Regions from separate parts of the Mus musculus genome. Here region 1 is linked to region 2. A link is a contact called in public promoter capture Hi-C data. All regions are on one chromosome and are shown on one strand. Each heading gives the region's core, a stretch centred on a gene start, on an enhancer-like site or on the middle of the called end of the contact. The rest is flanking DNA. Distances are from core to core; before and after follow the strand shown.

What was found. Capture Hi-C pulls out chosen DNA fragments and counts their contacts.
Region 1: a promoter capture Hi-C map of adipose tissue shows a contact between it and region 2. The contact joins the promoter of H2-Aa here to the promoter of Pfdn6 in region 2.

The regions. Positions count from the first base shown.
Region 1 is chr17:34,283,987-34,290,560 of GRCm38.p6, forward strand. H2-Aa (histocompatibility 2, class II antigen A, alpha) reads right to left here and starts at 3,837. Exons shown (of 5, transcript NM_010378.3): 1 at 3,696-3,837; 2 at 302-550. The coding sequence starts at 3,780.
Region 2 is chr17:33,935,626-33,941,606 of GRCm38.p6, forward strand. Pfdn6 (prefoldin subunit 6) reads right to left here and starts at 4,718. Exons shown (of 4, transcript NM_010385.2): 1 at 4,399-4,718; 2 at 4,123-4,193; 3 at 3,914-4,038; 4 at 3,284-3,486. The coding sequence starts at 4,462. The coding sequence ends at 3,363. It overlaps Wdr46 (WD repeat domain 46), which reads left to right and starts at 5,098. Exons shown (of 15, transcript NM_020603.2): 1 at 5,098-5,181; 2 at 5,260-5,466; 3 at 5,567-5,647; 4 at 5,781-5,893. The coding sequence starts at 5,113. It overlaps Rgl2 (ral guanine nucleotide dissociation stimulator-like 2), which reads left to right. Exons shown (of 18, transcript NM_009059.2): 15 at 1-31; 16 at 115-408; 17 at 1,238-1,352; 18 at 1,440-2,062. The coding sequence ends at 1,651.

The DNA of each region.
Region 1 (6,574 bases), core at 2,587-5,086, 350 kb after region 2:
TGTTTGGAGCTAATGTGCACTGCATCCACTTTCTCCCTGCGCCCTTCTCTCTAGGGTCTTAGGTAGGATGTCTGTGGGGCCTCTTCAAAGATTCCAGGCATGCACTGTGGGAACAGCGAGTTGTATATTACATGAAATGTATGATTTGTAAGGAGAGGGAAGGTGAGTATTCAGTGATGAGGAGATCTGGGTGCTCCTTGGAAAGGAGAGGATTTTATAGAACCATTTATACTCAAGTCATATCCACCCACCACCACCCACCCCAAGGGAAGGAAGGGAGGAGCGGGGTGTGAGCACGTACCATTGGTAGCTGGGGTGGAATTTGACCTCTTAGTCAAGACTCCCAAGTTGTGTTTTACTACAGCTATGTTTTGCAGTCCACCTTGGGGGTCAAAGCTTGCCAATTGGCCAAACTCAGGAAGCATCCAGACAGTCTCCTTCTTATCCAAGTCCACATAGAACAACTCATCACCATCAAATTCAAATGTGTACTGGCCAATGTCTCCAGGAGACTGATATACACTTATACCATAGGTGCCTACGTGGTCGGCTGATGGATTTAGGTGGATAGTGGAAAAATGAAAAACAGGAAGAAAAAATAATGTTATTAAACAAACTGATAGAAAATGCTTTTACAAATACCACGAATTTCATTTTTTGGGGTTTGTTTCTACCACTCATTCCTCCCTCCCACTTGGTATGGATTACAATCCAGTCTTTCCCTCTGTGACACGTGCTACATAACTGTGGAATGCTGTGTTGATTTCTACCATCCTGACTGCCTTGTTCCATGCCTGGTACACAGACAGCTCAAGCCAAGTAGCTTACAGCTAAACACACACACACACACACACACACACACACACACACACACACAGAGAGAGAGAGAGAGAGAGAGAGAGCTTTCTTTTCAAAGATTCAGTCAGCATATTTCCTTCTCTTATTAGGTTTTGTATCTCATTGATCTTCTACTAATTAATTACAAATTACATTTTATTTTCCTTCCTAAAAGGGTGCATTTTCCATACAAGGAGACTTTCTCATTTATTTTAACAAATGGAAAAGAATATAGACCCTTATATAAGAGAACAGTGACATCATGTCAAAGTGTGAGGAAACTGTTCTGTCTAAAAGTTCCTGCATAAGCTGGGGACCCACAGGGCGGCCTTCTGGTTTCTTCTGGAATAAAAGAAATAGAGGCTTTATTGGACTTCATGCTTCTGTCAACCTCACCTCTTACTTTTTTTCTAAATCAACACTGGTGTTCACTTGCAGATTCATGGTGCATTAAAGCACTTTCCTCCGACAGTGAGCATGTGCAAGCTGCCACGGGGAATGGCTGCTAGTGCAGACAACCGAACCCAAAGGAAGCCAAGTAAACAACTATCGTCAGGTAAGCATCAGCAAGGCACAGATTCTAGTATTTAAGTTTTGTATCTTTTTTCCTTCATTTGTTGAGTTCCAGCGAATGTCAGAGGTAGTGCTGCTCAAGGAGCCAGGCCTGCCTCTGCAGTCACCACCCTAGTGAATGTGAGGAGAGCAGGGTCAGTCAACAGACAGAGTGCATGTAAGGAGCTGTGAGTGGCGGTGGGCAAGTTACAGCCTGGCGTTCTGCACAGTGACTGTCAAACAAAACTAACTACCCTATTCTCTCATGGCCCTGTGGATGGCAGGAGTCTCCTTTTCTCACAGAAATGAAGGCTGTTGTTGTTGGGGCTGTTGTTTTTCAGTTTGCTGAAACCTCCTCTACTCTGAAGGTTTCTGCTCAGTTTTAATTAATAGGCTTCCAACTGCACTATGACCCCCAGCCTCTCTGTCTATCTATCCCTGTCTGTCTGTCTATTCACATTTGACTGCTCCTCTGGCCTGTCCTTTCCCAGTGTGGCCACCTTGGTTGGTATTATCAGTCAATAACATGCCACACCTCTCCATCAAAGCTCCCTTACTCATTATCAATAGACCTTCTCGACTTCTTTTCCCACTGTGGATGTACACATCGTTCACTTCTGCAGGTGCTTGTCCTGGGCCTCAGGTGTTGCTGAGGACTGCACGCTGCCCCCTGCTGGTACAGTTTTGCCCTCAGCTGTGTCCACTCTCCACACAATGGCTTTTCTCCTTCCTGACCTTGATCTGTTTCCCTCACTAGTCTACCCACTCCCTGGGGGCAGGCAGCAGGCTTTATATACTTCAGCACTGACTTGTTAGCTGAGCAAATGCTTTACAGAGCGAGTATTGAGTGGTGATTGCTAATTTTGAGGCCCGTGGAGACTTTGGGGATGATGGGAAGGCTGCAGAACCTTGTGAAAGTCACTGTCAGGGATGACCTGGGCTGCATTGGGACCGGTATGTCCCATGCACTTAGCTTTTGGGCTCTTCCTAGATGAAAATATTGAAGGTCATATTCTATATATAAGAAAATGTAACACAGGCTAAATTAAAGTCAAAGCATTTTCTTAGATCTTGAAACTTTCACTTTTTTCTAAATTAAAAAGAAGTAGGGATATTTTCATGTAGCCCTTCAGTTATATGTTCCTCAGAACTGTGCCCACTGTGCCCGCTCACACCAGATTAAGGTGCCCTAGTGTGACACTGAAGAAATTGGGGACAAAGAAGCCACCACCCCCACCCACCCTCCATGAGGGATAGGTGAGACTTCCATCTCCTGCCAAAGCTGGAAAGAGAGCAGCCACTCTTTGCAAGGACGCTCAACCCCTTTCACTTCCTGTTTCAGACATTTGACTTTTCAACTGCTATTTTACACAAGCTCCTATTCACGCCTGTAAAACAGCGTGGAGTTAAGGAGAGATATGACAGAGGACATGGAATGTCGGCAGAGTGTGGAGGGAGGTGGGCAGCTCAGGAGGAAGGCCACAGGCTCCTGTAGCTTGTGCTTGCCTGGGTTGTTACAGAACTTCATGGGGTATAAATGGCCTATAGAACAGGCAGCTCACATTCCTTACTTTGTTACAAAAATGTTCAATGGTATCTATAATGGAAAGAAAGAGGAAGATGGCATTTAAAGCATTTACTAATGAATGGATACATTCTTGAGACATGATCTCACTAGGGGATCAGGCTATCCTTGAACTCACAATCCTCCTGCTTGGGCACCTTAGCACCGTAGTTACTGCCAAGCACTGCCAGGCCCACCCAGCGTTGCCTTCACTATTTTTAAAGCACATCTACATATTTATTTGACTTGTCACTTGTGAGTTGACACGTGAGGAAATCCAAAACCACTAAGATCGTCGGGTAAAATAGTGACCTCCTTCTCTCACTTCCCACCAGGGCCAGCTCCTAGCTTGAAAAAGGTGTGTGGAAACCACCACACAAGGGAAGCATTTGCTGTATATTTGTGAACATGATTCACGGAAAGGTTTTCCTCAGAGTACACTACAGGTACAAAGGCTTCAGAAACTCACAGAAATTTTAGAGTCATAGTAATTATGGAAATTAGATTTTCAGTAATGAAAATCATTTATTCGTGGGAAACACTCCCAATTCCCAATTTCTTCCTTCCCTCACTGGGCCCACTAGTAGAATCATGGTTTGGTGGATTGTGAGCTGACCAACCAGAGCCTCCTGAAGAATGGATCACACAGTTGTTAGACCTCTTCATATTGAGAATTTGTATCTCCCTCTTCTGTGGGTTTCCCATTGCCCGGCTCCAGGCATCCCTCAGCTGCACAACTCACCCTCAATGTCGTCTTCACCTCCACAGAGGCTGAGCATGGTGGTCAGGGCGAGGACCCCCAGAATCAGAGCTCTGCTGCGCGGCATCCTGGTCTCTGGGAGGTCTCTGAAGCTGCTCTCCTGAGTCTTCAAGAGATTGTGAGGATCCAGCCAAGGAGATCACACACCCAAACCAAACTCGCCAGAACCAATCAGAAAATTCTCTTGTGATGACGTCAAAGTTGCCAGCTGCAGACTTTGTATTAGGAGGCCTGGAAGAGGCTAGGGGAACTCCCTGAACCTGCTGCAGGCTCTACTCAGAGTAGACCCGAGAGAGTGCCTGGGAAGAAGTGGGTTCTAAGTCAGACTCTTTCTCTTGTGCTTATGTGCACAGATGGCAAGAGAGGAGGGGATTTCTGAACATGGACAGGCGAACTCACCCACAATAATATTGTTCTTCATAACTGTCTGGGCTGCACTGTTCAGAAAGCCTCCCCCCCCCGAATTTATTTCTTTCCTGGTGCCCCTCCAACTTCGACACCCAGTTACTTTCTCTTGCTTGCATGCATCATGAGTTAGCTGGTTTTTCTTTATTTCTTCCCATAGTGTGTGCAGAGTACTCCAAATTGTGAGATGATCCACCTACCCAAGGTGTCCCCACAGACTGTGGTCAGTCAATGGCTTTGCTCTTTCTGCTTGTGTAAACCCGGTTGGTGAGGTTCTTTGCTCTGGGCAGTAGCCCTGGTGTTACCAGATGGAACACAGAGCTGTGAGGACCTATCTGGCACCTAGAGGAGTGCACAGTGCTTTATCCAGATTTCACCTCTCCTTTTGAGCAATCTTTGTATTCTAAAGGAAATTTAGGGACACTGAACACACACAAGAAAGTTATGGGTAGCTCAGTTATTCTTAAAATATTTTTTAATTTTTATATTTAGTGTCAGGTAGAAAGGATTTTTTTCTAACTTAGAAAAGTATCTTTCTTTCACAAACTACTGGATTTTCCAAATTTGCTGCCCCCTTATGTGACATTTCAGAAAAGTGTGGGAGTCTGAGGCTTAAGTCTCAGCAACCATTGTGGGTTCTCTTGCTTATAGAAGACTGAGTTTTCTGCATTCTGTGGAGAACACAAGCTCCTGGACATTTGAGACCAGCTCTTCTGTCCTCCTGAGATGAGTGTGCAAGCCCTTGCACTTCAAAGGGGACCACAGAGGGGTGGGACAGGACACCCCAGCATCTGCCTGGACACAATGAAGTAGATGCTGGGTGCAGCTTTTGCCTCCTTCTAGGCAAACATATTAAGGTAATCACGGAGTTTCTCTACGTGCACCCATTTGTTAGTGGAATAAGGGAAAATTCCCTTTAGATAGTAGTAGTGACCAGTTTTGAGTGTTTAGGTTATAGTGCCCTGCTATTCAGCCAAATACCCAGGTATCTGTGGAGGTATTTTGTGGATGTGATTAAATCTGTAACCAGATGATGTTAAGTAAGAGAGATGATCCTGGACAATCAGGCTGAGTTGTCCACAGCTGGGAAGCCTTAATAGCAAGAGGAGGCTTGTCTGAGGAAGGGGAGTCACTGTGTCCTCTGCCTGCACTGAGTTTACATCTGCCCCTGGGGCCTTGGCCATGCCAGTTCACCCCACAGCTATATAAGCGAAAGCAACAGTTTTCTTCGTATGTCTCCCCACCAGCTTTACATCCTTGGCTCCAACAGGCCTTTACTGGGAGGCCCAGTGATCTGGCTGGCAAGGTTTCTCTTTCCCTTTCTCTGGTGAACAGGATCATGGGAGAAGAGTAACTTACAGGTACCCGGTGACCCAGAGGCAGCTACACACACACACACACACACATACACACACACACACACACACACACACAGCCCACCCCTATATAGACAGTGACTCACAAAAGCTGCATCCGTGAAGTCCCCTGCACAACTTGCAGGCAGCTCCATAGGAGAGTGCCCTGTGGAGAATATGTGGTCAGTTCTAACAGCAGACCTCTACTCGGTAATAGAAAGGAAAAACTACAGACAGAAATCAAAGCAGAGATGAGGGGCAGAGAGCCGTCTCAGCAGAGAAGAGCACTGGCTGCTCTTGCTGAGGACACAAGATCAGATCTCAGCACCCACATGGCAGCTCACAACCAGCTGTAACTTCAGCTGCAGGGAATCTGATGCCCTCTTCTGACCTCTGAGGGCACAGCACACACATGGTAAAAAAAGCACACATGCACACGCACACACAAACTTAAAAATAAATTAAAAAATAAAAGCAAAGATGAGCATCCACAAAACCAAAGAAATCAGAAACAAGAAGACATACTGAGGCTGGAGGGATGGCTCTGACTGCTGCAAAGGTCAGGGCTCCCACATGGGGCCCACAGTGGTCTGGAACTCCAACTCCTGGGCACCCACTGGCCTCCCTTGGGACTTTTATGTGTGCGGTGCACATAAACTCATGCAGGCATACACATATACAGATAAATAAGAGCAGTAAATAAATATTTTAAAGAGATTATGTGCTATATAATTCCTTTTCTTAGAAATCTTAGAGCAGAGATGTTTGTTCTATAACTTAAAATCAGGGTAGTGGTCATATGGGCTAAGTCCATAGTGTACCGTGTGTAGTTCGTTGAGCATATTTCTCTATCTGAAACATGCTATTTTAAATTATGTGTATTTGTGTGTCTCTGAGTGTGGGTGTTCACATGTGGATCCCCATGGAATCTAGAAGAGACAGTCGATCCTGGATCTGGCATTCCAGGGCAATTCCAGACACCCAACTAGGATGCTGGGAACTAAACTCAGGTCCTCTCCAAGAGCAGCAAATACTCTTAACTCTTGAGCCATCTCTCAGCCCCCACAGCTTTTTAAAAATAAATTGTTATTGGAGCATATT
Region 2 (5,981 bases), core at 3,468-5,967:
CCCAGCACCTCTGCTGACTCGCCTCGCCCAGGTGAGCCTGCTCTCGCCTCTGACCACATCAGGACTTTTCCCTTCGGCCTCCGTTCGCTCATGACCTCACCTCTTTGCCCCTAGCACATGAAGTGGCCATCAGTCTCATCTCTGGACTCTGCCCTGGAAAGCAGCCCCTCCTTGCACAGCCCTGCTGACCCTGGCCACCTCTCTCCTCCAGCCTCCTCCCCTAGGCCTTCCCGGGGTCACCGTCGCTCAGCCTCCTGTGGGTCTCCGTTGAGTGGAAACACAGGAGAAGGGACCTCTAGGAGTGCTGGATGTGGGGGCGGGGTATCTGGGCCAGGGTCCTCTGATTGCCGAATCATCCGAGTCCAGATGGAGCTGGGGGAGGATGGCAGCGTCTACAAGAGCATCCTGGTGAGGGAGCCTGGGGCGGGGCGGACCTTACCTTATTAGGCATTCGGCTTGGTTTGGGTAGCCAGGACTCAATTGTAGCTTCTGTGGAACTCAGGCAGTTGTTTGATGTTGGTGGCAACTGTGCATTAGTGAGCCACGATCTGAGTTTTCGGAGCTGTATGACGTGATCAGAGCCAGCAGTTTTCCCACAGGGATGCAGCTTTGCTGCGCTGGGAGCTACGTGGGCTGGCTGATGGGGCACTGGCAGCCACTATATTGGGTTTCTTGTTTATTTTATTGTATTCTGAGACTCGATTTCTCTGTATAGCCCTGGCTGTCCTAGAACTCACTCTGTAGACCAGACTGGCCTTGAACTCAGAAATCCGCCTGCCTCTGCCTCCCAGGTGCTGGGATTAAAGTCATTGGCCACTACCACCTGGCTTTTTGTTTTGTTTTTTGTTTTGTTTTTGGAGACAGAGTTTCTCTGTATAGCCCTGGCTGTCCTGGAACTCAGCAATCTGCCTGCCTCTGCCTCCCGAGTGCTGGGATTAAAGGCGTGCGCCACCACCGCCCGGCTTTTTTTTTTTTTTTTTTTTTTTTTTTAAGTATTAAGACACAGGTGACCTGTTTTGGTTGGTGTTAAAAGGACGGGAAACAGGTCATCATGGTATATTTATTGTTCCCCCTGACTCCCGCCAAGACAGGGTTTCTTTGGGTAGCCCTGTACATCCTAGCACTCACTGTGTAGACCGGACCAGGCTGGCCTAGAACTCAGATCCCCTTGCCTCAGCCTCCTGAGTGCGCCACCACTGCCCGACTTGTTTATTGTTCATTTAATCTCTTCTGCAAGGTGACAAGCCAGGACAAAGCTCCAAGTGTTATTAGTCGTGTCCTTAAGAAAAACAATCGTGATTCTGCTGTGGCTTCAGAGTTCGAGCTGGTGCAGCTGCTACCTGGGGATCGAGGTGAGCAGGATGGAGGGATGGCGCACTGAAGGGAGGCGCTCGGAGAGAGGGCCGAACGCTAATCCCCGCCCTCTTCTGAACCCACAGAGCTGACCATCCCACACTCAGCTAACGTCTTCTATGCCATGGATGGTGCATCTCATGACTTCCTCCTGCGGCAGCGCAGAAGACCCTCTGCTGCCACCCCGGGTTCCCACAGCGGCCCCTCTGCCTCAGGAACTCCTCCGAGCGAGGGGGGAGGGGGCTCCTTTCCCAGGATCAAGGCCACGGGGAGGAAGATTGCACGGGCACTGTTCTGAGGATGAAGTCCTATTGGTTTACATAGCAACTCATACCAGGAGTGAGCAGCCACACATGGTGGCCACAATATTAGAGCAGAAACCCTGAAAGGTGGCCAGCCACCCTGGGACAGTGAAGTCACCTGTTTACGAAACCACTGCGGAAGCCAGCCCCAGCCCCAGCCCCGTGGGACTGGTGACCACGTAACCATGTTGGATACCTGCATCTAGCTTCCACCTCTGCGGAATGTGGCATTATCATCTGTGCTGGGAAGAGTACTGGTCCCTGCCACATGCCAGCCTGTGACAGGCCAAGGGAAGGCCTAGAGGCTGAGCCTGGGGCAGAGGGCAGTGACAAGAGGTTCTTGTCCCACTCTGGGGATTCCTGTCACTGTGACAACACTAAGAAAATAAACCAAAACACTACCTGAACCCTGTCCCCATCCTTCAGTGCGCGGAGCTGGATACTGCGAGGGCAGTGGGTTGAAGTTAGGTGGCCCAGACCAAGGGGCAGTGGTTCTAGTCCCAGGAGGTACCTGGTATAGCTCAGTAGCAAAGTGTTTGGTGGGATTCGGGAGGTGGGAGGCCCTGGGTGCCATCCTTGGACCCGAGAACAGATACTGGTGAAAGGTATCCCAGGGTTCCCTTCAGTCCTGGCTCCTTTAAACACCCGTTTCTTCTTGTCCCCTAAGAAGCAGGGGCTCCTGGATGACAGTGATCCCTATGGACTTCTCTCAAGCCAGATCTCTTTTTTTTTTTAAATCATTTTATTTATTTATTTATTTATTTATTTATTTATTTATTTATTTATTATATGTAAGTACACTGTAGCTGTCTTCAGACACACCAGAAGAGGGTGTCAGATCTCATTACGGATGGTTGTGAGCCACCATGTGGTTGCTGGGATTTGAACTCTGGACCTTCGGAAGGGCAGTCGGGTGCTCTTACCCACTGAGCCATCTCACCAGCCCCTCAAGCCAGATTTCTAAGAAATAATTTGGGACAAAGAAACCAAAGAACGGCTTTGTGGGGGTGGACATACGAATCTGGAAGGAATTTCAAGATTAGTTAAAAGTTACATTCACTGACCAGTGTGGTGGCGCACGCCTTTAAACCCAGCACTCGGGAGGCAGAGGCAGGCGGATTTCTGAGTTCGAGGCCAGCCTCACTACAGAGTGAGTTCCAGGACTACACAGGGAAACCCTGTCTCCAAAACCAAAAAAAGTTACATTCAAACCAACCCTGAGAAGATAGACGGGGAAATCAGGTAACAGTCTAGGGCTAGGGCTGCTTGGGGAGACAAGTGCTCACCGTGAGTGACTGTCATTTCCTGGGCTCTCAGGCCAGAGAACTGAGTTCTATGGCAACGAACAACATGCTGCACTGTAGACAGTGTCTTCTCCCGTGTCTCCCGGTTACGCCAACCAACGTAGGGAAGTCAAAGGGTTGTATGTACAGGCAAGAAATAGCTTGAGACGTTTCAGACTAAAGTTTTGAAACTGAAGGGACCCAAGGAAACACCCTGGGCACAGTTCTCAGCCACAGGAAAGCAAAACAGAATCCGGCCACTGAGAGATTTCAGTCACAAGACCGTGAATCTCAAGAGGTGTAAAAGTGTACGGGAATGGAAGTACAGTGAAGAAAGACTGGCTGTAAAGTAGGCTTGGTTCTGTTTACATTTTATTGGCTCAGGGTTAGCCTCATCCCTCCCTCCTGACCCCCTCCCACGGGGTCAGGCTTTCCCAGGAGCCTTTGCAGCTTGGGCCCGCTGAAACTCCTGCTGCAGTTGAGCAAGGGTTTCCCTCTGTTGCTCTGACTGCCGCTCGAGGTCCCGAAGCTGTGATTCGTAGCGCTTGCTGAGGAGGGCAAAGGGAGGCAAACGGAGAGGAGATATCAGCCAGGGCTCAATGATATGGTGGAAGACTGGAGGTTTGTGGGACAGAAAGCGGGGATGGCACTAAGGGGAAGAGAGGGCTGCTGTCCTCCAAGGCTGGCACCTGAATTCAAGCTACAGAACCCCACAGTAGGGAGGCAAACATTCCCGCAGGTTGTCCTTTGACAAGTGCCCTCACCAGATGTCACACAGCAAGAAAGGCCAGGAGTGGTGCCACATGCCTTTAATCCCATCCTTTAGGAGGCGGCAGCAGGCGCATCTGTGTCAGGTCAGCCCCGTCTACAGAGCGAGTTCCAGGGCAGCCAGGACTTTACAGAAATGGGTAAGTGGAGAACTATCCAGCACGGGTTTAACACTTGTGCACTGAAAACGCCATCCGCAGGACTTACATTTCTGCTGTGATGTAGTCTAGCCTCTTCCCTACTGTGGCCCGAGCCTCCCCCAGCTCCTGTTTGACAAGCACGGGTCCCAGAAGCTTAAAGACCACGTTGGATCCATCCAGCAGGGCCAGCTCCTGAGAAGGGGATGAGGCAGTGAATGAGATGATCGTGCCCAGGAGAGTCCCTCCTCGCCCCCCACCCCCGCGTCCCATCCTCACCTCCTTCACGATATTGTTTTCCGTTAGCTGTGCTTCGAGCTTCTGCCTCCCTGACATAGATTTACTCAAGTCTGGGGTGGAGAGAGGAAATGCACGATTAAAAACATCAAATGGGCCCAGAACCGCGCAATTCTGGGGAGACTGGGTGTGAGGAAGAAAGCGACGATACCGAGGCGAGGGGTAACAAGATGCACCCCCGCAGCCCCCAATGGGGCGCGACGCTTCATCATAGATGAGAGCGGACAGGAGCGAGACCACACCAACTCCCTCTCTTACCCTTCTGCAGCTGTTGATATTTCTCTACCTCTCCCTGCAGCTTCTTTTGGATCAGTTCAGCCATGGTGAAGGAGAAAGCCTCCTGGGCGGGGGTCGCTGGGTCTCAAGCTCTGGGAGGCACCTGAATCCCCCCTCCCTGACCCTGCAGAAGGACAGCACTTTCTACCCGCAACTCTCCGAGGCGCCGCAGCCTCTTTTCGTCCAGAATAGCCACTCCCTAGGCAAAGGAGAGCGAAAGAAGAGATCCCCGAACCCTCCAAGCCAAACGCTAACCTCTTCACGCTCTACCCGCTGTAATCAATAAACCCGGAAGTAAACAAGGCATGACGGGAGAGAAAAAGACGGCGCCGGAAGTTACATTCCGATACATGCTGGAACATGTAGTTCTGACTTGTGTGAGGCTCGTTCGACCTAAAAGACTCGGCTCGAGAGGTTTTGGGCAAGACAGAAAAGTTAATATGGAAAAATCTAAGCTCATAGTTAACAAGATTCGGGGCTCATACATGCTTTTTAAATCTTTATTTGGTTATAAGCTGCTCCTCGGGCGATCCTCCCGGGCTCACAGAGGCATGCCCTCACTTAACATGGCGCCGGAGGCTTCAGACGCCGGTACGGCGCTGATTGGATGAAGGGGGGGACTTCCGGAAGTTTTCCTAGACCGCCGAGCTACTACTCAAGGGAGTTTCGCACGTGGATCGTTGTTCGGTCTTGGAGATGGAGACAGCCCCCAAGCCGGGTAGGGGTGTCCCACCCAAGAGAGACAAGCCTCAGGCCAAGAGGAAGGTAGCTTTGGTGGGAGGTGTCCGCGTCCCGGGCCCAGGCTCGGGCAGCGTGTGCGAAGGCTTTTCCTCTGCCCCTTAGAAACCGCGGCGCTACTGGGAGGAGGAGACCACCCCGGCCGCCGTCGCCACCTCCCCGGGGCCGCCTCGGAAGAAGGCGAGGACTGGGGAGTCGCGACCCCCGAGGTCCAAGAGCGCGCACATCGCCCAGAAGTCCCGGTTCTCCAAGAAGCCCCCGATCTCAAAGACCGCTCCAGACTGGAAGAAGCCTCAGAGGACGCTGTCGGGGGTGAGCCTGGGGTTGACAGGGTGGCGGTGCAGGTCGTCCCCGGAGATCGAGAGGAACCGGATCCATCAGAATCTGCCTCCTGCCTCCTTGTCCTCGCCAGGCTCAGGACCCGTTCCCAGGACCCGTCCCCGCCCCCCTGGAGGAGGCCCGGAAGTTTTGTCGAATTGACAAGTCCAAAACGGTGAGGACCGGCGGGCTGTCAGAGGGATTGGAGGCCGAGGGTTTGGATGAGGTGGTGGCGGCTTCCCCAGTGGTTTTCCTGGGACCCCCACATATGCTCTTCGGTTCTTGCAACCCTGTCAACAATGCCGTAGCTCCCACATTCGAAGCCTAAAACTCAAAGCAAACTCGAGAAGGCTGAAGCGCAAGAGGAAGAGGCAAGCGTCAGAGCCGCCCGCGCTGAGCTGCTGCTTGCAGAGGAACCTGGGTGAGTGGACCCCGACCTGGGCTTTCCCCGCTGTCCTGTCTCTCTGCGTTTTTATGTTTGTATGCCCGCTGCATGGTGGGGACCGTCA